Regions from separate parts of the Ovis aries genome. Here region 2 is linked to region 1. A link is a contact called in public Hi-C data. All regions are on one chromosome and are shown on one strand. The core of a region is the stretch at or near the end of the contact, and the rest is flanking DNA. Distances in the headings are between cores, read along the strand shown.

Region 1 (3,922 bases), core at 1,019-3,518:
TAGCATGGCAGGGACTTGCCTGGAGATCCAGTGGCTAAGACTCTGCACTCCCAATGGAGGGGGCCTGGGTTCGATCCCTGGTGGGGGAACTAGATCCCACATGCAGCAACTAAGAGTTTGCATGCTGCAACTAAGACTCTTGTATGATGCAACAAAGATCAAAAATTCTGCATGCTTCAGCTAAGACCCAGGGCAGCCAAACAAATCAGTAAAAATAAATATTGAAAAAAAGAAAATAGAGTATGGCAGGGCTTCAGTGCCTGGATAAAGACTTTGGACTTTTTACACAGGCTTCCTGATGCCAGTGTAACAATGCCTTTTGAAGCAAGTCAGGAAAGATTCCCAGATAAGAGTATCCTTAAAAAGGGAGTAGTACCAGGTTCCCTGGCTGGAGGAAGATGGTGGGCGGAGTGCTGCTCACATGCTAGTGCTGAAGGTACCATCCGTTCACCCCCTCAGTCTTGCCCATCCTCAGGCCTTTTCTGATGGCCTAGAGCAGGGTCCTGTGTTATAGAACCTCAGAGCACAGTCTTTAAAATACCTTGTGCACTGATTCTTTCAACAATTGGTCTTAGAGGCCAAGACATGGGTCTGTCCTGCTACTGCAGTCTTCCAGAACTGACCCAGGGCAGGCCCCCAGGAGAACTTGAGTGATGGATGAATGAATGAATGAGCAGGGGGGAAAATCCACACAATTCAGGGCATATGTACTGTGTGGTCAGTTGCTCAGTCGTGTCTGACTCTTTGCGACCCCATGGACTGTAGCCCAGCCAGGCTCCTCTGGCCTTGAGGATTCTCCAGGCAAGAATACTGGAGTGGGTTGCCATGCTCTCCTCCAAGGGATCTTCCCAACCCAAGGATCAAAGCCAGGTTTCCTGCATTGCAGGTGCATTGTTTACCGGCTGAGCCACCAGAGAAAACCGGCATATGTACTGCTGCTGCTGCTGCTGCATCGCTTCAGTTGTGTCCGACTCTGTGCGACCCCATAGATGGCAGCCCACCAGGCTCCCCCGTCCCTGGGATTCTCCAGGCAAGAACACTGCAGTGGGTTGCCATTGCCTTCTCCAAGGCATTAAAGTGAAAAGTGAAAGTAAAGTTGCTCAGTCGTACCCGACTCTTGGCGACCCCATGGACTGCAGCCTACCAGGCTCCTTTGTCCATGGGATTTTCCAAGCAAGAGTACTGGAGTGGGGTGCCATTGCCTTCTCCGGGCATATGTACTAGGTACCCGCAAAGAAGTCCTGATTCTAGCAGGCAGCTGAAACGCAGGTCAGGAGAAAGATCTGGAGGGAGACTGAGTGCTGTTCAGAGGGACAGAATCCTATGTTGTGGACCTGGGTAAGACTGGGTGGACGGGAGACCTCCTCTGAAAACAGTGCCCTGGGGGTGGGGGTGGGGGCAAAGGCAGAGGGTAGCCAGGTGGCAGGCAGCGCAGCAGTCACTAAAGGGTGACAGTGGGGTTAGCACTATGACTCCTTGGGAGAAGTCTTTCCCTCATCTCTGCTGATCTGCAGGCAGCGGCCTTTAAACCAGCAATCAACTGACAAAACCCCTGGAATGTCGATTGTCCACAATGAAAGTCTCCAGCAGAAGTGCCCTTCATGCTCCAGGGAGGCAGGTCCAAGGAAGGAAGAATGTGAAAGGAAAGCAAAAGAAACGGATGGAGTAAAGGGAGAATGAATCGGCAAAGGGGAGAGAAAATTAGGAGAGCGTATGGTGACTGCCCTCTACTGGCTCCCTACTACAGGAGTGTGAGATTTGGAAAGGGTCAAGGTCACAGAAGCCAGGAGGACGTTCCGGAGCCCTGACTCAGTCACAGGAACCAGCACGCACGCCTCGACTCCAGGCTCTGACTCCATGTCTTCGGCTCGGTAAAGCAACATTGCTTTTTCCGTGCCTGCTGTATTACGACTGTTTATGCATCCGTTCCCCTCGGCCTCAACCCCCACCCCGTTGGGGAGCTCCCCCAGCACGCGCCGGCCCTGACACTTCTCTCAGTACCCGTAGCCGGGGCCACTGAATGAATGAACCAGCAAATCAATGAATGAGAGAAAGGAAGGCGAAGCCCCTGGCCCGGCGCGTCGCCCTCCGCAGGCCGTCTCTCCAAACCCGGCCCGCCCCGCGGTCCCAGCGCAATTCCTGCCCCGGGGAGAGTGGCTCGGTCCCCGTCCGCGCTCACCCGGCGGGTTCCGCGAAGCAGAGGCACTGCCGCGGCCGGGCTCCACGCCGCCATGCCCGGCCGACGCGGCCCGCCGTCCGAGGTCGCCGCGTCGCCCGAAAGACGCGGAGTCCGGGACCAGAGCCGCCGCTGCACAGGCGAGGCCGCCCCCTGCTGTCCGGAGGCCGCGAGCCGCCCCGCACGCCCAGGACGCCCAGTCTCACCTGGCCTCCCAACCCTCGCCCCCAGTGGGTCCTTCCCCCTCGGCCTAGAAGCCGGTGCTTGGACTTTCCCTTGTCCCAAGAACCCTGGTGCCCTAGGTGGAACGCCCCCATTCCTACTCTCCACCAGAAAACCTGCTGCTAAACGGAGGAGCTTCGACTTCTCACTCCATGAGGGACCAGGGGGAGGATTTTAAGCAGGGGAGTCGTTTTCAGATTTGAGCTTTAGGAAGATCACTGGTCCCTGCGAAGAGCGGGGACAGTCGCAGTGGTCCAGAGACTAAAGGCCTGAACAGCAGCAGGAATCGGAAGAGTGGACTCGGACACCTGGGAGGTGAATGAATGGACTGGAAGACGGTATTGGCAGGAGAGGGGATGAAGGCGACAGGGATGACTCTCAGGTTTCTGGCTTGGACAATGAAATGGGTAGAGGAGGACTAGGTTTGGGGTGAAGAGGGTCGACTAACTCAGTTTTGGATGTCTCTGTATTGAAGGTGCCTGCAGGAAATGGCTCAGCAGAAGAGCCACTTGAGCCACAGATCTTGCATAGCCTGGCAAACTCTTGAGTTGTTTTGCAAAATTCAAACACCACTCCCATCCCCTGGAAAGCTCAACCAACCAATCAACTGGAAGCTAAGAAATGATAATGACCTTTCCTGACCCTCCTGACTTGAATCAACTAAAACTTTGACTCTGACAACTTTTGCCCCCGTTCCAGACTGAATTCTCCTGAGCCAAGACCCTTCATGAATGTGTATATAACCTTAGCTTAAAATTTCTCCACTTTTGCTCTTGGGGAGATACTGTGTTCTCCTTACTTGTTGCTGTCTGATCACTAAGTCATGTCCAATCCTTTGCAACCCCATGGACTGCAGCATGTCAGGCAGGCTTCCTTGTCCTTCACTATCTCCCCGGATTTGCTCAAACTCATGTCCATTGTCAATGATGCCGTCCAACCATCTCATCCTCTGTCGCCCCCTTCTCCTCCTGCCCCCAATATTTCCCAGCATCAGGGTCTTTTCCAGCGACTCGGCTCTTTGCATCAAGTGGCCAAACTATCGGAGCTTCAGCTTCAGCATCAGTCCTTCCAATGAATATTCAGGGTTTATTTCCTTTAGGATTGACTAGTTTGATTTTGTTGCTGTCCAAGGGACTTTCAAGTCTTCTACAGCACCAAAATTTGAAAGCATCAATTCTTTGGCACTTAGCCTTCTCGATTGAAATATAGCCTTCCTTATTACCGGACTGCGTGTACCTCCCTATGCAAACTGTGCAACAAGATGGCTTATGTGGTAACCAACTCATCTTTTAAAGTCAGTTCAAGCCTTGTCTTCTGATCAGTCATATTCTGTTCAGCACCAATAAAATAATCTGTCACAGAAAAACCTTTTGTCTCCTGTGGGTAGGTTGCCTAAGCCTGAAATAACCTTTTTACTTGGCTTTTAGGGCTTTTCATTTCTGCAGCCCTTTGGAACTCCCCTTTACTGGCTAGATGAGATGCTGATTGATTAAGAGTCAATAAAGCCAATTAAAAATTTAAATT
Region 2 (3,922 bases), core at 1,036-3,535, 130 kb after region 1:
TTCGCTCCCATGAATCCCATATTTGCTTTGGAGATACATTCCTCTTCATTTCTGCCTAGGCATCCTCACCATGCCCTGGTGTCCCAGAACTCACCCAACAACCCCTCTCCCACTTGACTGCTGCTGCTGCTGCTGCTGCTGCTGCTGCTAAGTCGCTTCAGTCGTGTCTGACTCTGTGCGACCCCATGGACGGCAGCCCACCAGGTTCCCCCATCCCTGGGATTCTCCAGGCAAGGACACTGGAGTGGGTTGCCATTTCCTGCTCCAGTGCATGAAAGTGAAAAGTGAAAGGGAAGTTACTCAGTTGTGCCCAACTCTTAGTGACCCCATGGACTGCAGCCTACCAGGTCCTCCGCCCATGGGATTCTCCAGGCAAGAGCACTGGAGTGGGGTGCCACTGCCTTCTGGAGTGGGGTGCCACTGCCTTCTGGAGTGGGGTGCCATTGCCTTCTCCGCTTGTTGGCTACTTCTTGTCTATGATTATTTTAAATAAACTCTATAAACCTCTTCCCCAGTCAGATCTCCCTCCCCAGCCAGTTCCCTAGTTTTCCTTCTTCATTTTAGGGGTGTCTCCAGCAGCACTGCTGGCTAACTGCATGGACAGCCGGCCACCCGAGGGTGAGTGTGGTGGGCGGATGTCAACGGTTCTCACCTGGTGGGCACAGGCACCTCGGTCACACCTCCCAGCATGGCTGACTGGATGAGACGCACGAAAGCGATGAATGGCTGGTCCAGGAAGTCCACCTCGCCCACAAGCACGTTGGAGGCTTCTGAGTCCTTGGGGATCTTCTTCATAAATTTGTTTTTCCGCTGGTCAGTGAGGGGGACGTGAGATACGCATGGGTACTCATACGCAGTGGTTTTGGCTCTTACTTAGCTCATTCAGACTACTCTGGAGGCCTAACCTTACAAAATTCTCCCAGCATTTCTCTAGAGACCGAAGGAAATAGCCCAACACTCTCCTGCAGTCTGCAGATGAGGAAACTCAAAGTTGGTTAACCCCAGGGACCAGCTAAGCCTTTCGTAGATGGGAAGGAGCAGGCAATGACTTGACCGCCCCGCCCCCCCAATACTTCCTTGTTCTACTGAAGTATGAGCTGAGGGGTCAGAGAAGAGAGCCAGGCTTGCTGGACAGCAGGTCTCATCCCCCAGCTGCAGCTCAAGCAGATGGGGGTCTTGGCTCATATACTCCATTGCCCAGCCCTTCGTCCTTTCTTCACCCTAGTGGCTATGGGAGGAACAAAACCATCCTGATGGGCAGAGTGGACGGACTTTGTTTCCTCTTTGCCACCAGCATTCTGGCTAATGGGAATCCCTGTACCTGTGGATCCGAGGCTATGGGAGACTTCTGTGCCCCCAAGTCACCCCCAGGGAACCTCCCAGGAAACTCATAGCTGCTGAGCCTTTCCAGCTGAGACTATTGAAGTGCCCTCCAGCCAGTCCCTCTGGCTGGTGTTTATTTAGGGCAGAAAGGTCAAATAGGCAGAGTGAGTGGGGTCTGATGTGAGAGGTGCTGGAGACAAGCCGCCTGCCCACTCTCTGTGGTTATGACTTCCATTCTATGAATAAGACACTGATTCCTCCCAAGACCTCTCAGACAAAGAAAACGCCCAGGGGTGGTCACATACATGCTCTTCATCTTGAACATCTTAGGGTGCATTAGCTTTTCAGATCACTTTCCCTCTAGGTAGCAAGAGGTGGGCGAGGGACAGATACAGTTTCAGAGAAAGAGGTGGGGAGGGGTGTTTGGGTAGCACAGGGCTGGTGGGAGTCCATAGCAGCTGACAAAGGAAGAAAGGGCCCAGGAGGAGCAGGCAAGTGCTTCAGAGAGATCCTTGGGTGCCACAATTTTGCCACTCACTCCCCACCTGATGGGAGTCTCTCCTGTGAGCACAGAAGCTCAGTGAAGATAGGTTCCTCTGTCCCTGGAGAGGGGTCAGCTGTAGGCATGGGCATGGCCAACAGGTCTTACCCCTTTGGGCCCACAGCCATTTCCTAATTTGACTCATGGAGTGTGTGATACAGACTGGGCTGGAGCCCTGCCAGCACTCGATAAGGCTCTGTGAGTAAGGGCTACACCCTTATAATCTCTTAAAACCACTCAGAAACATAAAACTGTCTATAACCACCCAGGAACAGCACCAAGGACCCTAATGTAGTGAGAAGAAGCAACAGCAGGTGTTAATGGGAAGGCCAGAATCCCCAGGACTCAAAAGGTCCCTTTGTCCCAAGCTCTGTCAGCTGATTCATAAGCAGGTTCTTCAGGATGGAGGGCTGAGCATGCCAGGGCAGCCACTGTGCCCCTGCCAACTCCATGTCCCCGGGCACCAGGCAGGGAGAAGCTCTAGGGGACTGGAGGAGAGGTCGGTGATAGGCGTGTCCTGGAGAACAAGGTTTTGGAACCACAGTGCTCTGGGATAGCCCATGTAGCATGTGTAACCGGGAGCAGAGAGGAGCGAAAACAGAGCCTGCAGTCCCAGGAAGGAGGCGGGGGTGGTAGTACCCCAGCAATGGACTGTGAGAGCGTTCTGGCTGGGCGATGGTCTGGACATGGGCCTGTCTAACCAGGGTCCTGCTGACCCCACTGCCTAAACCCGGGGGACTCTAGTCCAGCTCTGCCAAGTCACTGCACATGGCCACACTGTCTGAATCCATCTCTGCCCACTGGGAACTCACTGGAACTCAGGGCTGATGTGGAGTGGTAAAAAAAAGATGCACCTAAAGAAACCCTCTGTTGTACAAAACTGCTGTCCCCACAACAAGTCAACTGCTGCTACAAACACTGAGAAGCAGCATCCTACAACTGCTTAGGAGAACTGGACGCTGGTGCCTGGTGTTGGGCTCCAGTCCCTCAGTTAAAGGCAGCTCTGCTTGGGGAAGGTAGTGGATAGTATTCTTGTCACCACTTAGGCAGTAAAAAATTAGGTTGTGAAAAACTTTCACTAGCCAGTGCTTTCTTGTCATGGCTCAACTACGTGGGGTTCTTCTCTAAATAATATTCCAGGGCACTCGTTCCTAAGTCAGCCCCCAATTAAGGGCTCTAGAGTCAGACTGTCTGGATCAAATCATGGCCATGCCACCTTTCAGCTGCGTGAACTTGGGCATATTATTTCACTCTTTTGTGCCCTCATCTGTAGAGGGAAGGTGGCATAGTACCCTCACGATGCCCAGGAAACGCCCTGCACCGTGCAGTGCATCCAATGTGTGGACCTCAAATGTTGGTTGATGTTGTTATTGTTGTTTTATAAATATTTTGGCCACCAAAAGGCCATCCAGACACTGACTTCACTGACTTGAGGGAATGCTTTTGTTTTGCCTTCTCCCGAACTTGGGGCTGCCTGAACCCCGGAAGTCGCCCGAGCTCTTGAGAAGTTGGTACCAACTTTCAGATGCCCTTCCTCACCTTCCTTTCCACTCCTGGGGGCGCAGGCAAGGGGACCTTGAGACCTTCTGCCCCTGAGGTGTGAGTGTTTGGAACTGAGGGCAACTTCCTGTGCGCTTCCCTCAGGGGCATAGTCATGGGGCTCCTGGGCTGTTTGTGAGCTTCTGACCTTATCAAGGTTTCAGCCAAGCTGGTGAGAAACAAGAATTGACTTTATCCAGCACCAGCCAAGGAGAAGATACACTATTGCGCAGTCCAGCTGATTCACTATCATTAATGTCTCCATGGGGAGGCCCTACTGCTTCTCTACCCACCCGAGTCCCCACTTCATCATTCAAAGTGCTTGTGGGTGGGGGTCATGGCAGAGGCAAACTCTGTGTGGCAGTCTCTTCAATAAATCCCCAGTTCAAGGACAGCTGACACCTCATCTGATCACATCTCTCTGTCCCCAGGGCCTAGCACACAGCCCCAGTGATGGATTGTCAGTCACCATGGCTGCCCAGAGCCCCACCTGTGTCCTTACTGGGGACCCCACTTTAT

The links. A called contact is a pair of places that touch in the nucleus more often than the background predicts.
Region 2: a Hi-C map of mixed tissues shows a contact between it and region 1, with 2.6 times the contacts expected there. The contact joins the enhancer-like site here to the promoter of BOLA3 in region 1. A contact is called at or near these places in 6 of 16 Hi-C or Micro-C datasets (blood, hypothalamus, liver and 2 more).

What each region holds. Positions count from the first base shown.
Region 1 is chr3:95,968,983-95,972,904 of ARS-UI_Ramb_v3.0, forward strand. BOLA3 (bolA family member 3) reads right to left here and starts at 2,269. Exons shown (of 4, transcript XM_027967016.3): 1 at 2,180-2,269. The coding sequence starts at 2,233.
Region 2 is chr3:96,101,001-96,104,922 of ARS-UI_Ramb_v3.0, forward strand. It overlaps SLC4A5 (solute carrier family 4 member 5), which reads right to left. Exons shown (of 25, transcript XM_042248106.2): 9 at 653-810. Among named protein-coding and RNA genes, the nearest start is that of MTHFD2, 72 kb to the left of the region's middle. Within about 2 kb of position 2,286, at least 4 of the 54 cell types and tissues checked have an H3K27ac peak or open chromatin away from gene starts, as enhancers often do.